2 separate regions of the Pan troglodytes genome follow, and region 1 is linked to region 2. The links are chromatin contacts, called in public Hi-C maps. All regions are on one chromosome and are shown on one strand. The core of a region is the stretch at or near the end of the contact, and the rest is flanking DNA. Distances in the headings are between cores, read along the strand shown.

Evidence for each region. Hi-C and Micro-C count contacts between places; a contact is called where the count stands out from the background.
Region 1: a Hi-C map of stem cell-derived neural progenitor cells shows a contact between it and region 2, with 2.4 times the contacts expected there. The contact joins two enhancer-like sites. A contact is called at or near these places in 3 of 7 Hi-C or Micro-C datasets (blood, induced pluripotent stem cells and stem cell-derived neural progenitor cells) and 1 of 1 other capture datasets (stem cell-derived neural stem cells).

The regions. Positions count from the first base shown.
Region 1 is chr10:87,053,387-87,057,705 of NHGRI_mPanTro3-v2.0_pri, forward strand. It overlaps OTOGL (otogelin like), which reads left to right. Exons shown (of 58, transcript XR_010148372.1): 19 at 1,745-1,869. Among named protein-coding and RNA genes, the nearest start is that of OTOGL, 75 kb to the left of the region's middle. Within about 2 kb of position 2,350, at least 1 of the 24 cell types and tissues checked has an H3K27ac peak or open chromatin away from gene starts, as enhancers often do. A contact at or near this core is called in stem cell-derived neural progenitor cells, where this site is marked.
Region 2 is chr10:86,983,076-86,987,180 of NHGRI_mPanTro3-v2.0_pri, forward strand. OTOGL (otogelin like) reads left to right here. Exons shown (of 58, transcript XR_010148372.1): 1 at 1-4,105. Among named protein-coding and RNA genes, the nearest start is that of OTOGL, 4.3 kb to the left of the region's middle. Within about 2 kb of position 2,771, at least 8 of the 24 cell types and tissues checked have an H3K27ac peak or open chromatin away from gene starts, as enhancers often do. A contact at or near this core is called in stem cell-derived neural progenitor cells, where this site is marked.

The DNA.
Region 1 (4,319 bases), core at 1,100-3,599, 70 kb after region 2:
TCTCCTTGTCTTCCTGTACCTTGTTTTTAGGTAATTCAGTTTTTTGTTTTATTTATTTGTAGGTCAAAATATTGATATCTTCACCACACTTGAGAAGCAGAAACTACATTAAGTGGCTTGGCTATGATGTTCAGAAAAGACATTAATCCTGTTTTCTCTTCTTTGTTTGTCACAATGGGTCAGCAGTCAATGTTTAAGAGTCGGCAGATCTGTCTGCCTCTTTCTAAGGCACCAGTCCCCGCCACGTATAAACATTTAGGTGTGATAAGAGTGCAAGATGATACTTCGGAGTCAGAGATAACTTGTGAACAGTGTTTAGCTTTCCAACTTAAGTAGTTAAAACTCTTTCTTCACAAAGGTTAATGTGAATATGCAGACATTGCGGAATAGAAAATATTAATTACTTGAAAACATATTTTGTATGCCTTATTATAATAAGTCGACTATGGTGAGCTGAAAGGTTATTTTATAAAATGAAAGACAATAAATAAGTCCACATTTTAGCTCTATTTTTAAAATTTATTGTTTTAAGGTAAACTAAATGAAATAAGAGAGCCAAGCTCTAAGTCAGTTCCACCTGGAAACCTTGACCTGTCACCCTGACCTATTTTATTGTCCTTCAGAGGAGTGAAGAGAGCAGGAAGGGGGAAAGAATGAGAAGAAATGAACTAGCACAAACCATGCAATTACTTTGAGTCTCAGTGTTCTTAAATAAGCAAAATGAGATTTTGTACTAGGGTGTTTGTTGCAGTTCTTTACAGTTATGGGCTAGTTTGATTTTGAGGAATAGGAAAAGGAGAGAAGGACGAAAGGGTGGGGACAAGGAAATGGCTTGCATTGCTCCCTTTTTTTGTCCTCTCTCGGTCACTCTGCTGAGCAGCTCCAGTGAAAATAGTTAATCTATAAGGACACTAGAGAAAGCTGAGATAATGCCTACTCTTCTACTTAGCCATATTGGAGGAGTTAACACAGTCAGGATTGTGGTGTGGTCAAAAACTTCCTGCAGGAGATCTAGTTCAACCTGATTCCTAAGAAGTTTTGATAGTGTCTGGCACATTGTCCAATAGGGGTTGTCACTTAATAAATGTTGGTTGATGAATGAATACATCTGAATGGCTGCTGGGGGTGGAATTGTGTGTTTGTTTCCTAAACACTGTTGTAGTTTTAAGATAGATGTTTTTCATTTGGTTTGCCCACTTCATAATGGAATCTTGATATTTCGGATCTCATAATGGAAATTGAAATATTGAACTGGATGTATAGACTATTTATATTTTGAGATATTTGTCTTTACTTTGAAAAAAATCATGTGAAATGCCCATACTAACTTCCCCACATGCACCCTCAACCACACACATGCTAAAGTTTTGGTTGTGTGAGTGTATGTGGTTAAGTCAGGGAGAACTGTGAATTGTGACTTTGATACTTAGCAGCTTAGTGTAATTTAATATTTCTCGGAGATTCTGCTTTGCTTTCTCTGTAAAATGGGGATAAAAGATGTTTTTCTTATAAGTTTGAGATGAAGATTAAATAAAATCATGTATGTCTACAATTTGGCACATTGCAAAATGTCAATAATATGGAGCTTAATATCGTTGTACTTTTTTTTAAACTGGTAGAAAATTTCAAGCTGTAAGATTTCCTTGTACATTATGAAAAATAGTATTCTCTTATTTAAATATCTGAAAGTTATGAACAAATGAATGAGAGATACATGAAGATGAGCATTGTCTTTGCTTTCTAGTTCTCCATCAGGCATGATAGAAGGTACACCACAACTTCACGCAAATGCGTGGAGAGTTTCTTCTACCTGTTTTGCACCTGTTCATGTCCCAATGGTGGACCCCTGTAACATCAATCAACAAAACAGTAAGTTTTGCATGTAAACTTCCTTTCTGCTGTAAACTTAGGGAAAAGTTCTATGTATTACTATAATTTTATAAAATTAGATAGTGAGTTTAAATTCTAATTTTCTCCATTATGGTAAAATCAATGCCATTCCTTGTGTATTTTTTTTGCTTAATATTATGCCTTTACATATGTCTTTTCATGTAATCTAGGTTGTTTTTTAAAAACCTGACAGTGGCTTTTATTTCCTATTTTTATTTCATAAATTTTCTTATTTTAGATGTTTAGAAATCCCTTGTTTGCAGATGTGGACTAGCATTTGGGAGTTTTCAGAGTCTTTAAATACTAAAGAAAAGCCTCTAGGAATCCTCTGAGAATGCTGTGATTGTCCAGGGATGTTTGATGTCAGTTATTACCATCTCATTACTCATTGCTCATGAGCCCTACTCATAGCATATATTATGGCTTTATAAGCAGGAAGCCAGTGATCCAAAGAGGCTTTGTGCCATTGAGTGGGCAACAATTTGAGATGGTCATGCTCCAGAGTTCCAATTTGCAATGACAGGACAACTCACATGCTAAGAATTTTTGGCTGCATTTTTTAAAACTAAAGCCCCAGCAAACCATGTTAAAGTCTAGTTCACTTTGCAATAAAAAAGATATACATGTATATATTCAGATAGAAGATACACATGTATATATTCAGATAGAAGATATATACAAGACATACACATGTATATATATAATTGTGAAAAAATTAATGTACATGCTTAAATATTCTTATAAGTTTATTTTTTCCTTTAATCATCTTGGCTAGTTCACTATTTGGATGTAGTTTTTAAAAATACATTACTCATATTGGTTGAGCATTCATAAGAAGCCAGCACAGTTTACGGATCATGTGGTGGTTGTTGGGAGGATTCTGTTGATTGCCATATTGTTTTTATTATTAATATAGGATTCTGGTATGCTGGAAAGAGCACAAGATACTTTTGCTCTTTGTGCTTTCTGTCTTTTTTAAATCTAAGCCAGCTTTTAAACTTGAAAACGTTTCTTAACCTCTTTGATCATTTTTCTTATCTATAATAACACGGCTAGACTAGAGTTTTTTAGTTTCATGAATGACTACTTTTAATCTCACTCCCATTTAACAATACCTTCCTCCATTCTGTCCCCAACTTTCAACTAATCTACTCCTCCTCCTTCAACTACTCTTGTTTGGTTTGTTTCTTTCTTGGTTTCCTCCTGGATATTGTAGCAACTTTACTTTTTATTTTTTAATAACATGTTAAAGTTGAAGTAGAGTTCAATTGATAAATTCAGTTTCCCTGTGGTCATTTCTTTAGTTACCTCCTTTATTATATGCTATTTTGCTCTATTTTCTATCACTTTTCTTCCCATATCCCATGTCTTTTAAATATACACATATACGAAATTGAAATATTAAACTGGATATATAGACTATTTATATTTTGAGATATTTGCCTTGTCTTTGAAAATAAGCCTGTGAACTACCCACATTAACTTCCCCACATGCACCCTAAACCACACACATGCTATGTACGTGCATACATATATTTGATATTAACTTTTTTTTAGCTTTGCCATGAACTGTGATTTTTTTTTAAAAAAATTCAAATAGGTAAATTCAGGAAGATCCCCAAAGAAAGGAAAATAAGTAGACAAAAGTCAATAACTCTGATCTAGATTCTAAAGGATTTTTTTTCATGAGGATCTTCTTTAGTTATCCTTAACTTAATGTCAGTGGGAATATACTTTGATCTACAAATTGTTAGCCTCTTTGGTGTATTACTTTGCTCTTTCAGGATCCTTGGCATTAAGAATATATATGTAAACAGTATACTGCTATAGTTTAAGTCATTTGTTTTTATATACATATACATTCTGAATGCAAAAATATCATACTTGAGCAATTATCATGTTTTCTTACCAATAATAAATATATGTAATATACTCAACAAAATAAGTTCAGTATAATTCCTTAGTAGTGAAAAAACTGATCTCCAACAGCTTATCTGGTCTGTAAAAGACAATGACAATGAAAATATTGATTAATTTTATCTGTTAGGAAACCAAGGAAAACTAGGTCCACGATATCAAGAAACCACAAACCTACCCTCTTTCAGAAAGATGGAATCTGAAATGTTTTGTCAAACTTGGTTGCTTCTATAAAGAATTATATCTGATCAGTCATTCTCAAGGGAAAAATCAACAGATTTCAGGAAATGATTACACAGATGTCCTCCCCTCCCCAGGTGATTTTATAGTTACATCTCATGGCCTTCAGCATATACCCTAATCCCCAATTTCTACTCATTATTCACTTATTCATGCATTTATAGATTTATTTATCAAACATTATTGCGCTCCTAATATCTGCCAGACATTGTACACTGTGCATTGTGCAGACATTAAGTTCAACAACTATGTGGCATCTGACACATTACTAT
Region 2 (4,105 bases), core at 1,521-4,020:
TTGAGACTAGATCAATTTGCTTAGTAAGCAAAACTGTAGTTTATGTTTAAACTAGGAATGGAAAATACGTAGCATGTGGCCTTGCATTTCCGTTTCCTATACTAATGGCAAGCCCTTTTCTGTTCAACCCAGTCATGACCTTAAACTATTTCTCAATGCTCTGCTTCAGGCAGATTCTACTAAGCAATGAGTTATCAGGCTAGATGAAACACATTAGCCACACCAGGCTTAACTTCTGGCTATATAAGAAGACAAGACACTTTTAGTATTAATACATCACTTTAATTTTTTCCTTTTCCACTATAGTTAAGTGGCAGAATAATATATATCTTACTATTTTTCATTCTAGCTAATGTAAAGGAGTCGATAGTAAAAGACGTATTTTTTTCTCTCCCATACTGAGAAGGTTTTACGTCTTAGAGATCTGGGTTTCATTAGCCTCATTGACAATTTAATAGACAAAAATTGTTTTCTAAAGTCTGAAGCTAGACTTTCTAGGAAAGGGAAGATTCTTAAGGCTGGGAGGAGGAAGATAATGGCCCTATTTAGGGGAGAGAGTAATGAGCATTCCTAAAATTGAGATAATGTGAGTGGGCCCCTGTTGCCCATAGTGCTGGAGTCATGTAATTGTTGAGTGTCCAGGAAGGCTGGACTCCAATAACTGTGCCACTGAATCGGTGTTGAGGATTTCATTGGTTGAGTTCATGAACAGACAAAAGGAGGAGCCCCTTTGAGGCTGCCTAATACCAGGCAAATTGGATGACAAAAAGGGTCAAAAATAAACGTGGCTCCTTGGCTTCTCCCTCCCATTTATTTTCTGGCATCTTATAAGTCAGTATTCTTGTATGATGTCATGGGAGGAGGAACTGCATCTCCCATATGACAAGTATTGGACTGTTACTCATCTGCCTTGATGTGTAGGGGTTCAGAGATAGATTTAATTTAATTTTAGAAAAATGAAGTAGTATATCTTTTCTTCAACCTACTAATTTATCCTCTATATATGGAGGCAACACAGTTTCCTGATTCAAGACACTGCCCCGGATGCCAATGCTCTGTTAACACATGTAAATGGCATCCTAAAGTGGAGCATGAGACATATAGAGAGGAATCAGGAAAATGGGCTGGTATAATGAGACAGGCAATGTGAACAGAGAGGAAGTAGGCATAGTGGTTAGGTACACTGGCTCTGAGGTCAGGCTGCCTGGGTTATAATGTAAGTTCTGCTATATTATAAATTAATTTTTTTTTTGAGAAGGAGTCTCCCTCTGTTGCCCAGTCTGGAGTGCAGTGGTGCAATCTTGGCTCACTGCAACCTCTGCCTCCTGGGTTCAAGTGATTCCGATTCCCCGGCCTCAGCCTCCCAAGTAGCTGGGATCACAAGTGTGCACTGCCATGCCTGGCTAATTTTTATATTTTTAGTAGAGACAGGGTTTTGCCATGTTGGCCAGGCTGGTCTTGAACTCCTGATCTCAAGTGACCCACTCACCTTGGCCTCCCAAAGTACTGGGATTACAGATGTGAGCCACTGCACCCGGCCAAATTAGTGTTAATGTCATTGTGTTTCAGTGTCCTCATCTGTAAAAAGGGATAATAATGGCATTGCTTCATAATCTTGTTTTGTTAATCATAATATAAAATGAAATGATGTGTATAAAACTTTTAGTTTACTGCCTAGCATATTAGTTTTCAGTAAATATTAGTGATCTGCATTTTACACATGGGTCCTATGTGCTTACTGAAGATGGCTGTATCTTAAAGTCTATATAGAAAAATGTAATTATCAGGATTGATTAATTGCTGCTTATTCTAATTTATTCACAAAAGGATTTGAGGTGGCACTACATAAGATACAAATATAAAAATATTAGAACAAAGGGACAAATAAGGAGAGTTAGATGACATCAAGAAGATATAGAAACACAGGCCACTAAGGCCCAACACTGCACCTGCAAGTGGGCCATATATTCAGCACTGGGCTTTCAGGTAAGCATTTAGGGCTTCTTCTTTCCAAGGTAGTCCTTAAAGTCATACCCTTCCTATATTTTTATCTTTTACCCCTTATATCTTGGCAACTTAGTCACATCTCACGCTCTCTGAAGGGAAAATGTGTTCAAAACCAAATTCATTATGTTTGCTTCAAAACAGTTGTTTTTTTCTTTCTTCCTAATTTTGGTTAAAGGCTCTACCATATGCCCAGATCTCAGATGTGAAACTCTGGGTTTATCTTGGTCCCTTTCTCCTTATATCAAGTCCATTAAAGTCCATCTTTCCTACTTAGCCATGTCTCTCCCATCAGGTGTCATCCTCCTTTTCTCTCTGCCATCCCTCTGGCTTAGATCTTCATTACCTCTCGGATGTCTCTTGTATTATTTTCCTGTCCATGTTTCCCTCTGCTCTTTGGTCTCCCTATTTCAATCTCTCTAATACATCCCTAACACATGTATCTTCCCCAAACAGAGTTCTAATCATATGATTCACTTGTTGAAAAACTTGGAGAGGCTCCCCACTGCATTTCAAATAAAGAATAAATGCCTAATCGTCAAGGGACCCTCACGATCTCATCCATTCTTTATTTTCAGACGTATCGCTCACCACTCCCAAACACATGGCAATGTTTTAACTGCTCTCCCCAACTCTTCTCTCCTTTCCTGTTCCTGCTTGTTTGGGGAGGTCTTATTAATCTGTGTTATCCCATGTAATAGAGTACAGTGCCTTGCTTAAGAGTTCAGTTAAAAACTGTTTGAAGTTTTGCTTCCTGTGAATTCAAAACCCATGGAGTGCTGCCCTCTTTTGGCTAAGATAGCACAGAGTCCAAAGCACCACATAGGAAATGATGCTGAATGACTCATCTTTTCCTTTGGGTTAGAATCCTCATGGAAACAAACAAGGCAGGGTGAAATGATTCCATCCTCTTTTCCCATATTATCTAGCTTCAAAGATTGTTTGTTTATGGAGATAGAAAGAAGATAAAATTCTGTATAGAAAACTTGGAACTCGACTAATTCAGATAATATATTATGTGTAAACTCAGAGCTGGGGCAAAGCCAGTAGTTAACTTTGAACACATCCAGAGCTCCAAGAATCTTCAGGCCTCAACACGGACTTTTATATAAGAGGTAAGGGATGAGAAAACAACAGGGTTCCCTAAAGGCCTCTTCACATTAAGAACAGCTTCCTGATTTAGGGACGACTTAGGCAAGTGGCCAGGTTTTTTTTGTTTTTGTTTTTGTTTTTTAATACCGATACTTAGTATTTGGTGAAGTAAGAAAAATAGGGCCTGGCCTAGGAGGTAAAGTTTACTTCTGCAGACCCTGCTGGGGCCAATTTGTGGCCATGCCTGAGCCAGTCCTGAAGATCCAGCAGAAGTATGGAGGAAGGATGACACGAAGCCCAGGAAGAGTAATACATTTTTAAGAAAGGACGACAGGATGAGAGGTGCACAGAAAAAAGCTTCCGAGTGGATGCCATCTCCTGATTACAATATGAATATTCTGGGGTTGTTAATTTTATAAAGTTATAACCACGTCTTTATTACTAATCACATTGAACCTCACTAAGTATAAAGACAATGAATAGTAAATATGTATGCATTATAAATAACTGGAAAGCTCAATTAAGACAGGCCTTGAGCTTTATCTCAAATGTCAATAAAATCAGACTTCCTTGGATCTGAAAGGGACAGTCATTCCAAAACTGAAACTCAGTGGGTGACAGGATGCCCACACCTCTTGGAGGAGGACAGAAAGGTTTGTGGGCTGGTGTCAGATACAAGCTTGGCACCATCTTTGATTAGGAGCTAATGTTAGCAGAAAGATCAAGTGTCAGTCATGACCAGAGTTGTTTTCTACTATCTTGAGAAGGTCACCGGATTGCTGCCCCTTCGTTTTTGAAACCTGATCTGGGGACCACAAACAGCCACAATGAATTGGATTACTGCCATGTGCTCTAAATTGGGCTGACAAGGCTGACTCAGTGCCAGGAGTTGACACAGGATGCAGCTTGAAATATTCACTTGGGGAGAGGGTTGAGATTTCTTTTTAATTGTCAATGATGTTATTTGAAGAGATAGGATTGAATATGAACACTGAGGAGTGAAATAAAT